2 separate regions of the Rattus norvegicus genome follow, and region 1 is linked to region 2. The links are chromatin contacts, called in public Hi-C maps. All regions are on one chromosome and are shown on one strand. The core of a region is the stretch at or near the end of the contact, and the rest is flanking DNA. Distances in the headings are between cores, read along the strand shown. Region 1 holds the start of LOC134484822. Region 2 has its middle 59 kb from the start of Bmal1.

Region 1 (6,966 bases), core at 1,581-4,080, 220 kb after region 2:
AGTTTGACCTATAAACTCCCATTCCTCACAGCCCAACAAAGCTTGAAGCAGATTATGTGATTAAAATACTTCCTACTAGTAAATAAATGAGTTTTAATCCACAAGGTTCAATTCCATAAATGCCATTAAGTCATGCAATGTATCAGACACAAAGTTTAATCAAAGTACACATTCTTCTTACTAGAAAAAAGAATTTAAATCAATGGCTTCTGTAAAGAAGAGGCACAAGAATATTTGTTTCACATTGCCTTCTTCATCCCATTGCCAAGCTTCTCACTCTACCCATTCGCCAGGGTCTGAGTATTTCCTCTGGTAAAAGTCAATACCCAGGGACACAGTGTGATAAGGTATAGCAAATAACAAGTATTCAGATCCTGAAATGGACGGTAGATGGGATCCTGGACTTAATTTTACATAGTAGGTACAAGTAACCTTCTAAATAAAGCAATATACTCTTGATACTTTTAAATTAAATAATAAAAACAAATCAAAAGTTTTCATCATTATTCCCATAGTAAAATGTTAATATAGTCCCTCTTAAAGTATATATTCCAAGGTTATCAGTAGATGCCTTAAACTATGACTAGTACCAAATGAATCCTTATGTATACCACCTATGAGAAACTTTAATGGTTACACACAGTAACAATAATTAACAATAAGATAGAAAAAAATTGTAATATATCCTAGTAAAATGTTTCTGTGACTAAATTTACACATCTTAGCAACCTTGGCATGGTTTTTTTCCTTCCTGATGAAGTTTGGAACTTTCACTTTTCTCACATACAAGAAGCACATTATGACTTCTTGTTGACGTAGACGAATTAGTAACAGCACTGCTTTTGTACTGTGGGCCATCACTAAATAAAATAAGAGTTCTTGAACACACTGTAAAATTATCAGTCAGTCTGATAAACAAATTACTACTAAAGTGGCAGATGGATGGGTAGCACATCCTGGTCAGATTCACTGGAGAAAAGAAGTGGTTTATATTCCACGCAGGTAGTGTGAGAATCACAATTTTATCATTGAACTTGAAATGGTATGCAATTTAAAACTTACGAGCTTATTTATGGATTTTTTCCCATCTAATGATTTCAAACCAGTAATAAACTACAAAAAAACCCCCAAAAAACAAAAGTGTAGACAATGAGATACTACGTTAGAAATTATGTTTAGTCTGTAGCCCTGTATTTAAAGGGCACTAAACCATGTATTGATTTTAATAAGATTAGACATTTTTTACAATTCTAAAAATCTATAATTCCAAACTGACATAGTTGATTTAAACTTGTTTCTAGTTATAAAATTAATTCTGACCTATACACAGCTCCTAAACCAAGATATAAAACAAAGCTCTAAAATACTCTCGTATGTTAAAATACAGCTAGGTTTGGTTGTGTTACATGAAGGCTTTTTTGTTTTACCTGTGAATATTTCAAAAATGGGGAAATCGAACTTAAAAATCTGGAGTTCCTGTATTCTTTAAGAAAGCTGAAGACTGACTCCACACTCATCTACACAGTTAATCAGATGGGCTTGAATCCTGACGTCTCTCAGAGAACAGCCAGCTGTCTAGTACCTGCCAGCATGTGCATGGTCCTCACTCTTACTTCTAAGGGATTCTAGGGATGCTAGTATTTCCAGATCACTTGGACACTCCATGAGACCATTTAAATGTAAAAGGCCATAAAGCAGACCACCGTTCTTTGTGATTTCATTTAATGGTTAAAAAATAGTTACACAAGTCTTTGAAGAATAGAACAAAACAAAATTCAGATCGGCTGGAGGGTAACATAGGAGGAAAAAAGCCCACCTGGAAATTTGAATAATATGAAAAAATGTCTAACAATTCAAAACATTGCTTGGAACTTTCTGAACTCCATTATTCTGGGTCCTAAACTCGCTCCTCCATGTTTCTGAAGCTCCCTCCTTACCTTCTCTCCGCCCATAAATGCTGAATACTCTAAGCTCTATGTTAGAGAAAACTATTATGCCTAAAATCTTCAAAAGTAACTGTCCTCGAAAACTATATTAACTCATCTTTATCTCCCATTAAGTAATTTTCCAAGTACTTTCTAATGCTTTCTGCTTGATATTCAATATCAGTCCTTGGTTCAATGCCGAGGGCTGAGTTGTAGATGGACTCTCTAGTACAGAAACTTTTTCAGTCTTTACATTTACATGTTTTTATTATATCTTATCATCCATTTCTATAGTCTATTTCATTCAAAATTCACTCCTAAACCCATTTCTAAAAAGTTCTGATCTAATTTAGCCAGTGGAGCTAGAAAAGAGTGGGAGGCAGGCAAGAACAGAAAGAAAGCCAACTGCCAATCAATCAATACACTGTGCTGCTCCATCCAGATTGTTAACTTAAATAAAAAGCATGCAGACTCTTTCATGGCTATAAAATAATTTCACATACTAAGTGCACAAAGTGGAAAACATTTTAGCATGTTCTGGACTCCAAATACCAATAAGAGACCACGACTCAAAATTTCAAAGAAAAAAAAAAAGAGAGAGAGAGAGAGAGAAGCCCGGAAAGGCTGAGGTTAGGCACACTAGCCAACATTAACAAACTAAGTGAAATCTCAGCTCCTCTCAAACCCATACCCCCAAAATAAGAGGTGTCAGAGGGCTTGTGTCTTACAGAGAGTAAATCAGAACCTTTACTGGGCAAGTTAGGGGAAACAAAGCTTTACCATTGTTGATACGGTTACAGGATAAAACCACACAGCACATTACAGGTGTCTCATCCTCCACCCAAAGGGCGACTCCCCCACCACCTTATCCCCAAACCTGGAGCCTTACTCACCGCCCTATTGTGATGCGCCTCCTTAGGGTTGTCGCTGCGGTGACCCAAAGATGACAGGAAAGGGGCGGGGCACTGGGTTACTCTGCCCTGGAAAGGAGGTTGGAAAGGAGGTGTGAGAAAAATAGCCTTTTTTCCCCTGGGGAAAGGCCTCCAGACTCCTAACCCCCAAAGCAGCACCTTTCTCAGCCTCTCCCGACCCAGTACCGGAGCCGGCGGCCCGGAGTACCGCTCCCTACGCTCCTGGAGCCGCCGCCAGCCTCCCGGACCCCAGTCACAGCAGCCAACCTCGCCCTCGGCTTCCACTGTAAACCCAGCCGCCCGCACCCGGCCCACTCCAACCTGCCGGCCCTTGAGACGTCCACCGAGAGTTGAGGAGAAGAGCTACAAGAGCGAGCGAGCGACGCTCCGCTCCCTCCGCCTACTCAACCGGATCCCTCCGGTACTAGGTGTAAGGCGGCAGCTCCACCGGCTGCGCCTACCAGAGCCGCCCGGGCAGGTTGCAGGCCGGCTCTTTAGCTGCTTCTCGCGAGACTTCGCACTAGGAAGAGGGGAGGCGAAGCGAGTTCTCGCGCGAAGGGCGGCGCTCCTCCCACAGTGGGCGTGGCGCCGGGGCACGGGGTGGCTGAGTAGTGTTTCAGGGTCTCCGCTGGCAGTGCTGTGCTTTAGTTTGCCTGTGGACTTTGCGTTCGGCAGTCAGCCGGGACGGGTCTCAGGCCACCTCCACACCCGTGAGCACATCCTCACTCCACGCTTCCTGTCACCTTTAGGGAAAAACGGACAGCGTCTCCGGGCCAGTAAAAGCAGTGCCTGGGAGACTTCTAGGAGAGCGTTTCTCTCAGCAGAGCGAACGCCCGGGTCGCCTCCCCCACGCGGGGTCAGCGAGCAGGTACGGGCCACACGAAGCGTTGGCAGGTGGTGGTCCGGAGGTCACGGATCTGCGGCCGCTGCTTGGTTTCAAATGCTCTGCTGTTGGCGGGAACCGGTGCACTAGCTGACACACCTGCGGTGGCGCCACCTCGGGGACGTGAAGAATCACCTGAATGGGATGAGTTAGTTTCTGGCAGGCAAAAGCTCGCCAAAGTAGCGTCCCGGTCCTTCAGTGTCACCCAACCCACCGAGTGCCCAGTGTGAGGCTCTAAAAGAGATGAAAAAGTGAGAAAGGCGTCTCCTTGGTGCTCAAAACTCTCACCCTCCGGGGATTCAGACCCACAGAGAACAGATAATCCTCATTATGCTTGCTAGGGAACGTGCTCCCCTTTGTGAGTGAGCAATAGGAGCTGATCTGAGATAATCTTGTTTAGAACCCTCTGTGCGTTGCTCACACCTCTGGTCTTAAGATTCGGAAGGGTGGCAGAAGCTGAAAGATTTGAGTTCCAGGTGTGTCTGGGCTAGAGTGAGATCACTAGGGAATGGATGGCATTTGAGTCCAATTTAAATCAGAATTTCCCCCATTTTGAGAAGAGTAGGAAGGGCATAAACAAAACCCAATACTGGTTTCAGTATTTTGGCATGAAAACTGATTTGTGAAAAGAACTTTGTTTAAAAATCTTGTCACTTTAAGAAAAAATTCCTTGGATCCCGTGTGTGATACCATGTATGCCAGCATTGATTGCTAAGGAAATTAGCATTTGAAGTGGAAATCTGGTAGTAAGCATACTTTCCTCCGGAAAATACTTAAATATCAGAGGCCAAAGGAAGACAAAGATTATTCTTATATAGCATAATGTTTTTATAGCCAACATTCTACATTCTTGGAAATTGCTGGAAATCTTCAAAACTTTGTAAGATGAGCAAGCTAGTGAGGCTTGTCATATGAATAATGTTCAAAGAAACCTCAAGAAAACCCTCAACAATAGCAAAGTCCTCACCATTCTTGATATCAAGTCTTCTGTAATTTATCTCAAATGAACTATAGCATAAGTTAGGAGGAAAGATTAGTCAAACAGGATTCATTCATTCCCTTATGTCTAAATTGAAGCTGTCATTTCCTAATAAAAGGTTTTGGCCAGACCGTGGTGCATGCCTTTAATTCTAGCACTCAAGAGGCAAAGGCAGGCAAATCTCTGAGTTTGCAGTTAAATATGTATAAACATATCCATGCTGTGGAGGCCAGAGACTGGTTTTGGCATTTTCTAGTAATCTTCCACTGTATTTTTAGGGGACAGAGTCCCTCACTGAATCTGGAGCTCTTAAATTCTGCTAGTCCGACTACAAGCCAACTCCAAAGAACCCTCTTGTCTCTGCTTCACCAACACTGTGCCATCATGTCCAGCTTTTAACTGAGTACTGGGCACTGAACTCAGTTCCTAGTGCTTGAGTGTCAAGCGCTTTACCAGTTGTGCAATCTCATGGCCCAAGTTACCTAAATTAATTGATTTTGCTTGGTACTCAAGTATTTTTGGTTGGTTGGTTGGTTGGTTTGGTTTGGTTTTTGAGGCAGTCTCAAATACTTCTGCCTGAAATGTACTATATAGCTCAGGCTAGCTTCCAACTTGAAGTAGTCATTCTGCCTCAGCCTGAGTGCTGGGATTATAGGCATGACCAACCTAAATCTGCCCAAAATCAAGGTTCTTTTATTACACTGCAATCTTAATTGCTAATATTAAATCTCAAATCACATATGTCACACAATGAAATATGAGCTACACAACAGGAAAAGTAAAAAGAAAAAAAATGTCCACAGTGTAGTGTTTTATAAAAAAGAAAGAACCAGGAATGTGTTTGGTCGAGTTGTGGTGTGGTGAGGTGGAATGGGCCTCTGTGAGCCCATGCTGAGGTACCCCTTCCCCCTGAGGTACCAGCCACACAACGGATATAGTATGGAATAGTTTATTTAGGAGATGGGAAAGGGAGTTGGAGTAGAAGCAGAGAAAGGCAGAAAGAGAGAGGAAGAGAGCCAGGAACATATGGAGAGAGGGGGGATGGGGTGGGGAGAGAGACTGAAGGTGCAGAGAGAAAGAGGATAAGAGAGTGAGGAGGGGACAAACAGTCCCTTTTACAGTGAGTCATGCAAACCTGGCTATTGCCAGGTAACTGCGGGGTGGAGCCTGAGTCTAGAAGGAATGCTAACACCCAGAACTCTAAGGATCCTAACTAAAGGCAACCAGCCAAAGGCTGATCCAAATGCAAAGGACAATCATTATAATAGATAAAACAGTAAATACAAGGAACCCAATCCCAGAGCTGTTCTGTGGCAGGGCTGCCAAAGCACCACTGGTTCAAGGCCTCACAGCTGGCTTAGGGTGCAATGGATCCAGATGAATGGAAGTTCAACTGGATTTAGTCCAACAGAGAGATAAACTATGTTGGAGACAGTCTGCATTTTGTTATCTGCCAATTCATATAACACAGGAATTGCAAAATTCCTTGGTCTGATGTGTTTGATAAATTCACAAATCTGGTTTCTCTGATAATGATTCATATATACCTAAGTGTCTATGTGTCCCTGGTTTAGTAAGTTCAAAGGTGGTACTTTTTAAAATTTTATTTTAAAGATTTATTTATGTGTATGAATGTTTTGAGTGCATAGCTGTTGCTTACAAATATCAGAAGGCATCAGATTCCCTGGAACTGGATGTGAGCTACTTACTATGTGGGTACTAGGAATTGAACCCATGTCCTCTGCAAGAGCAACAAGTGTTCTTAACAGAGCCATCTTTCCAACCCCAAACAATTTTTATTTGCATTAATTTATCAATGTAGTGCTTGTTCACTTGCACAAACAAAATGCAAGGCCTCTGTGCCTCAAAATTGCTGCTTTATAAAATGAGAGAATGGGGGTTAGAGGTGATGGAGTCATTTGACAAATCTCAGGCTATCTGACTCTGGAGAGTGCCACCCAGCACTAGTGTGAAGATTTGAGTTTATTGCCCAACATATAAGCTAATATACAGTGTTTGAGCCAATCCCAAGCTCTTAAATCCTTGGCACACTATCACCATGCTCTAATGAAAGCCTTGCCTAATGGGTCACTCAGAGAGGGGGAGGGAGGGAGTGCTGTCGCCTGTTAGGACTTCACCTGTGAAGATGGGGAAGCACCCTGGCCTTCATTCCTTTTTGCTCTCTTACTGGTGTTCCAGGAGCCATCTTAGATCTAATGCCCTGTACTGCAGACCAGGACTCTGAGGAGTCACAAGAGCCTGTGGAGC
Region 2 (6,558 bases), core at 2,411-4,910:
GAGGTTTTGAAAATATGGTTGTCATTAACAAGCCAGATGGAGACCTTCCTGTCTGCGGTTCAGAAATCCACAAGGCACAGCTGGGCTGCCTGACCTCAGAAAGGGCTTCTAACTGGGCTGCCTGACTTGAAGAGTTTCTGTCCCCAATAGAGGCAGACAGCAAGACAACCAGAACAAGGCCATGGGCAACAGTGCATGCCTGAAATCTCAGCAGTTGGGAGGCTGAGGCAAGGAGATCCGATGTCCAATCCAGCTTCTGCTGTGCTCTGGGGTACTGTCTCAAAAGATAGAAAGTATAAATGAGGGGAAAAGGGAAGGCAGGAAAGTGTTCACACATGTGCACACACCCCATCTACACACACACGCACATGCACACGCGCACACACACACACACACACACACACACACACACACACACATTCACACACGTTTTCTATTTTTTTTTAAATCTAAAAAAACAAAAGACATTTCTCCAAGGAAATCTGATGATTCATCTGATGACCAACTGGGCTACAGAACACGAGTTTTAATGGTGTCCCTTAAGGACAACCACATACCAAGAAGGTGTCTCTTGGGTGTGGGTGACTTGAAATAATCATCATTTGCTAACTTGCTCTTCCAGGGAAGTGTGTCAGCCTTGGGTAAGCGAGTCTACCACTGGAGTAGACATTTTTCCTCAGAGAGGCGTCTGCTCTCTCAAGCATCTCTCCATAGCTCACAGTGCTTTGATGAATCACGTTAGTGAGCTGCCTTTGAAGCAGAGGTTTCTTCCCAGAATCCTCTTCCAAAGCACTTCCATAATGCTGCTGTTACTAGTCCTGCAGGAATTCAAGAAGGTTGAATTCCACATCCTATCGATGTCTTCTCCTTTCTTCTTCCTCTTTGTCCTTTCTCTCCCCTTATTGATTACTTTTTCTGATGATGCCATGTATTCGAGGGCTGGATGGAATGGTCTTGTGGGGGTGTGGACTTGATCTAGGTCCTTTGTTGGCTTCCTTCATGAGTCAGACACGGTTTAAGACCTGTCTTCCTCACTAAGCTTGGTGCAGGCTGATGATCTCAGCTACCTGGGGCACTTTGGGAACTGAGAGCTGAATGACAACTCCACTCACTAAAGTCCCTCTTTATTTAGAAAGTCCATGCACTTGGCTTTCATAGTCTTAAGAAATATGAGGGTGGGACAACTTTTCATTCCAAACTAGATAAGGCAAAATACATGTGTGTCGCCATGAGTTTGTGTCTTAGCACTTTATTCTGTAGAGACTGCAATGCTCAACAAGGCAGGACCAGCATGGGCCATTCTGGGCCATCATTGACATTGCCTCTGATAGGATGTAAAGGGCAGTGAGGCCCTTTGACTAGTTGGCCTCATGATACCCATGATTCCTGCCTTACTGTGATCAGAGTCGTGAGAATATGGAGGTACTCGTGTGACTGCAGAGGTCACATCATAACCAGACCTTCACAAGCCCTGTGTGATGTCAAGCACAAATCCTTGATGTGAGACCAAGTTTTAGTTGAATTAAGATGTTTGTTGACATCCCACAGACTGTGCCCTGGTGCTGATATGGGAGCTAAGGGGACCCCTTGCTGTTCCTAGACAAAGCCCAGATTTTCCTAGACCTTGGCTATAGCAAAAACAGTCCAAGGTTAACCCTGAGAAGAGATCAGAAAACTGATAGCTGGACATGGTGGTGCATGCCTTTAATCCCAGCACCACTTGGGAGGCAGAAGCAGGTTGATCTCTGTGGGTTTGAGGCTAGCCTGGTCTACAGAGTGGTTTCAGGTACAATTGGGGCTATGTGAAGAGATCCCATTGAGAGAAAGAGAGAGAGAGAGAGAGAGAGAGAGAGAGAGAGAGAGAGAGAGAATGAATTGAGGTAGACAGCTACAAAGCAAGAGGCCATAGAGAGCCTGGGATCTGGTAGGCAGAGGTGACATAAAGGCCAGGGATGGCGGGCTTTCTGAAGTTGTTCCCTCCAAGATGAAGCATTCCTTCCTGGAGAGAGGCAGGAAGGTGGAGTCTCCTCAGACTCCTCAAGTTAAGAAATATCCTAAAAGGCTCTGCGAGGTCATGAAACTTAGTAGCCTCAGGAAGCTCTGGAAGTTACAGGTTTCACACACACACACACACACACACACACACACACACACACACACACACCTGGGTTATCTTACAGTAAACAATTACCAGGGAAAGGGGGACTCTGGGGAAGGTGCCTATAAGCTATGCTTGGCTCTTCAGGGACACAGCTTTTCCAGGTTGTCCTCCAAGCTGGGTGCCTTTAGTCACAGTGATCCTGGAGGTAACCACAGTAGCCTCACTGGTTCCCAAAGTCAGATTTGGGTGGAATGATTTCTTTAATTGCTTGCTGGTGCCATATCTCAGGTGAACAAACATTTGTCCTTGTCTTCTCAGGGGCTGGGGCATGAGGGATCATATTACAAAGAAGATAAGGGCCTAGGAAAATGATTCTGACTTCGAGAAGGGAGGAGTAGCAAGACGTGTGCTCCTAGCAGCGATCCACAGTTGGCCTGCCAATCTTTGGAAGCTGCTGGTTTATCTCCTCTTTTCTCCCCAAGTTTGCCCCCTGGCATTTGCAGATCCATTCCAGGTCACACATTTCCGTTCCAAGCTATTGTCCCTGAGTGGAGGGACACTTGCCCAGTCTGTGAGTTCCCAGAAAGAACTGCGGCTTCTATTCCCTCCCCTTTGTTGAAGGCTCAAAATAACTTTTCTTCACGCAAAAGGGGCATCTCCCATGGAGACGTTGACTGTCTTAGAGCCATTCTCAGGGAGTAGCTAGTCTTCAAATCTCAGTGCACACAGCACCTTGGGACTGTTGGCTCAAATAGGAGCCCAGCCTGCTTGAAGGCCTCCACCCACCTTTTCCTTCCTAAGGCAAAATATGTCTGATTAGCGTTTATTTTCCTTCTCAGTCAAAGGCTTTGTGTTTTGCCTTTTGCAGGGAGGGTTCTTATGATTCAGCTCAAGGGGATCTCGGCAATGAAAGAGAATTGGGAGCCACTGGGTTGGTGACAAATGGCAGCCTATGTCCTATCTGGAGCCTCTTAAGGTTTAACCCTGTCAAGAGTTCTGCTCTCTTTCCTGAAGATGCATGAGAGAAACACGAAAGAAACTTAGGCAGCTTATCTCCGAAGCACTCTCACTGCCCTTGCACTGCCAATGTGCTGAATGTCATTTGGGGAAAAGTCTACGCTATCTTTTTATACTTGGAGAAAAATAAATAAAAATATGGAATGAAGATCAAACTCCCAAATAAGCCTAAGGCTCCTGGCCTGGGTAGTCAAGTGTCTGAGATCTGAATTTAATCAGGACTGATGACCCGTCCCACTGTCCACCTTGTCCCAGGAAGCGGTGAGCCAGAGAGCTTCCCTCTCCCTAGACTTCAGCTGAATGGCACCTCAGAAGGGAGCCCTCAGACAAGGTACAAAGAGACACCAAAGCAGAAACCAGCAGACAGAAACCAGTTCTGGCAGCGGTGGCCCCAAGCCTGGCTCTTCCCCAGGGCTGGGGCTCTGGTTGTATTCTTCTGGAAGACGCATAACCTTGGAGGAAGGGTGAGTACACAGACTCTGCTCTGACTCACACACAAAGGAGGACTCATTGTTTTTCCCTTGGCTGCATAAGTGAACGGGAGCACGGGCTCCAGTCACCCAGTCTGCTATGTCTGGGGCTGGAGTCTCACTTCACTACTTCCCAACAGTGGACACGTCAAGCTGGCACTCTTCAACTGGAAAAGGGAGTCAGGAAGATGCTGACTTAGCAAGTTGTTTCCAAGTTTAAACCAAATGCTGTAGAGAACAGAGCCCTACGCCATGTTAAAGGGACCAGATCAGCAATGCTGAATTCAGTTTGCAAAGCTAATGGCTGCTCTCGTCCTATTTTATTCTCACAGTTTCTAACTCCTTTCTTGAAGAGGAAATAGGGAACACACACACACACACACACACACACACACACACAGAGAGAGAGAGAGAGAGAGAGAGAGAGAGAGGCACATATGTGGCACCCTCCCCAAAAGCCATTTCTTTTATACCATCAGTTTATCCCCACAGCTGGGTTCACTATACCCTGAGAGCCAGGGTGAGCATTTCTAACTACCCTGCTTCAGGATTCAGCTGACATAGTTTGCGGTTAAGGACCTTAATCTCTGAGCCTTTCTCAGCGGCCTCTTGTCTCACTCAACAGGGGCTCTCAGGGTGGGATGCTATCCTGCATGTCAGATCGTCTCTGGGGATCACTTCTTCCTCTGGGCCCTGCTCTGAGCCTTGGCTGCAACCAGGACCTTAAGGTATCTGTCTTACCAGAATTCTGACACAAGCTACCCTGGCCTTGGGGCAGAGGTGAGAATGTCGTCACGTCTAGAAGCACGATTACATTTGTATTCACTTTTCTCCCTTCTGAGTTTCTACCAACATGTGAAAAGAAATGGTTTGGGGGTTTTGTTGCTATTGCTGATTTGCTGCTGCTGCTGCTGCTGTCTATTTGTTCTCGGCTGCATTATCCTGGCTTCTGAGTTATGTTTGATTTAGTTGAGTTCTTACTGCATAGCTGTACTCATCCACCCCAGCCACCTGTGGTGGTGTAGATGGAATATGTCTTCTTGTCAACAGGTCCAATAAATTTTAAAATAAGGAAGCTCATTCCCTGGTCTGGAGACACCAGTGACTGCTGGGCATTCCACTCAGGAGGCCAAGATGGAAAGGGTTAGAACAGGCTCTCAGAGCTCTCGGGAGAGCAGAGGGATGCCGCCTCCCTCACCTCAAGGATGGGATGCAGAGCAATGTTGACCCTTCCCCCATCTCTAGAAGTTATAGAAGGAAGATTATGTGCACACACACATAGTGAATTCCTTGTGGAGAGAAAAATACACTTCTAACCATAAAGCATCTAGGATTTAAGAAAAATGGGGGACAAGGAGGAGAGGGTTGGTTTTGAGGGAAGTAGTGACATGTGAATGAATCAGGGAGAGTCGCCCTTGATTCACCGATTTTCTCTCTCTCCCCAAATCCAATTTGTCTACCAAGCTCTACCTTGAAAATATACTGGAATCCATCCTCTCTCATCATGACCACTGCCCCAACCAGTCATTTCCTCATCACAGCTGGAGTATCCCACACACCCCGGTCCTTCCGCTCTAATCTCATACATAGATATCAGCCTGAAGCCTTTAAGTTATCACACACACACACACACACACACACACACACACACACACACCACAGAGAGAGGGGGCAGATGGAGAGGGAGAGGGAGAGGGAGAGGGAGAGGGAGAGGGAGAGGGAGAGAGAGAGAGAGAGAGAGAGAGAGAGAGAGAGAGTGTTGGGTTTTGCATTAGCTACTTTTCTATTGTTGAAACAAAACACCCTGACCAAAGTAACATGTACCAGAGAGCATTTGCTTGGGCTTTATGGTTTCAGAAAATTAGAGTCCATGATGGTGGAGCAAAGGCATGACAACAAGAACAGCTAAGATCTGGATCCTCAAGTAGAAAGCAGAGAGGCCTATCAAGCACTGAGAACTGCAGAGGGTTTTGGAACCTCAAAGCTCCCTGCAGCCCATGCAGTCATTCCCATTCAGAGCACCGTAGGATTCAAACCTAAGACCTTGCACATACGGGCAAGCACACTGCTGCTCAGGTCCAGCTTGAGCCTTGTAAAGGAGAAGCAGATTTCGCTCCTCTTCTGGAGATATAGAAACAGCTTCCTGGCTCGTGCAGAATAAACCCCAAAGGCCTTACTATGCTCCAATATGCTGGCTTGCTCCCTTACTGACCTGTCTACACAGCACTGCCCTTCCCTCAACTCCTCCCCAGTCCTATTCACTTCCTGCTGTTCCTCAAACACTCCCCACAGATGTCTCAGGACACTCAATGCACAGCACTGCCCACAGCCGCCGCCCTCGTTCCCCAAATGTCCCACCCACTCTAGCTGAAACAGCATTCCAGCCTTAATTTCCCAGTCCTTTGTTTTCTTTTGTGTCTTTGCTTTTGAGGTGAGTTTATTTGTTTGGTTTTTGGTGTAGTGTTCATTGTTGTTGTCATAATTTTTTTAACCTGAAATTTAAGATCCTACTATTTGTGTGTGTGTGTGTGTGTGTGTGTGTGTGTGTGTGTGTGTGTGTGTGCCACATGCATGCAGGTGCCTTCAGAAACCAAAGGGCATTGGCTCTCCTGGGACTGGTGCAGGTCATGAGATACTGGTGCTGGGAACTGAATCCAGGTGATTTGCAAGAGCAGCAAGTGTTTATAACCACTGAGACAGCTCTCCAGGGTTTTGTTTTTGTTTTTGTTTTTGTTTTTTGTTTTGAGACAGATCTTGTTATGACTCCCTTTCTGATCTTGTAATTACTATGTAGCCCAGCAGCCTGGTATTTGTGTCAATCCTCCTGACTCCCAAGTGTTAGAATGACAGGTATCCATCACCATATCCAGCCATCTTTTTCTACTGGCTTTAAATTATGCACTTGTCGATTTGCAAGTTTTGTGCATCCTACTCACAGAATGCAGGGACTCCGCTCCTCATTGTACTGGC

Evidence for each region. Hi-C and Micro-C count contacts between places; a contact is called where the count stands out from the background.
Region 1: a contact with region 2 is called in a Hi-C map of mammary epithelial cells, with 1.9 times the contacts expected there. The contact joins the promoter of LOC134484822 here to the enhancer-like site in region 2. A contact is called at or near these places in 5 of 12 Hi-C or Micro-C datasets (the A7r5 cell line, Schwann cells, frontal cortex and 2 more).

Annotation. Positions count from the first base shown.
Region 1 is chr1:176,920,321-176,927,286 of GRCr8, forward strand. It overlaps LOC134484822, which reads left to right and starts at 2,831. Exons shown (of 3, transcript XM_063280717.1): 1 at 2,831-2,834; 2 at 2,869-3,704. The coding sequence starts at 2,831. It overlaps Btbd10 (BTB domain containing 10), which reads right to left and starts at 3,343. Exons shown (of 11, transcript NM_001399401.1): 1 at 3,158-3,343; 2 at 2,819-2,905.
Region 2 is chr1:176,704,126-176,710,683 of GRCr8, forward strand. No RefSeq gene overlaps it. Among named protein-coding and RNA genes, the nearest start is that of Bmal1, 59 kb to the right of the region's middle. Within about 2 kb of position 3,661, at least 40 of the 93 cell types and tissues checked have an H3K27ac peak or open chromatin away from gene starts, as enhancers often do. A contact at or near this core is called in the A7r5 cell line and Schwann cells, where this site is marked.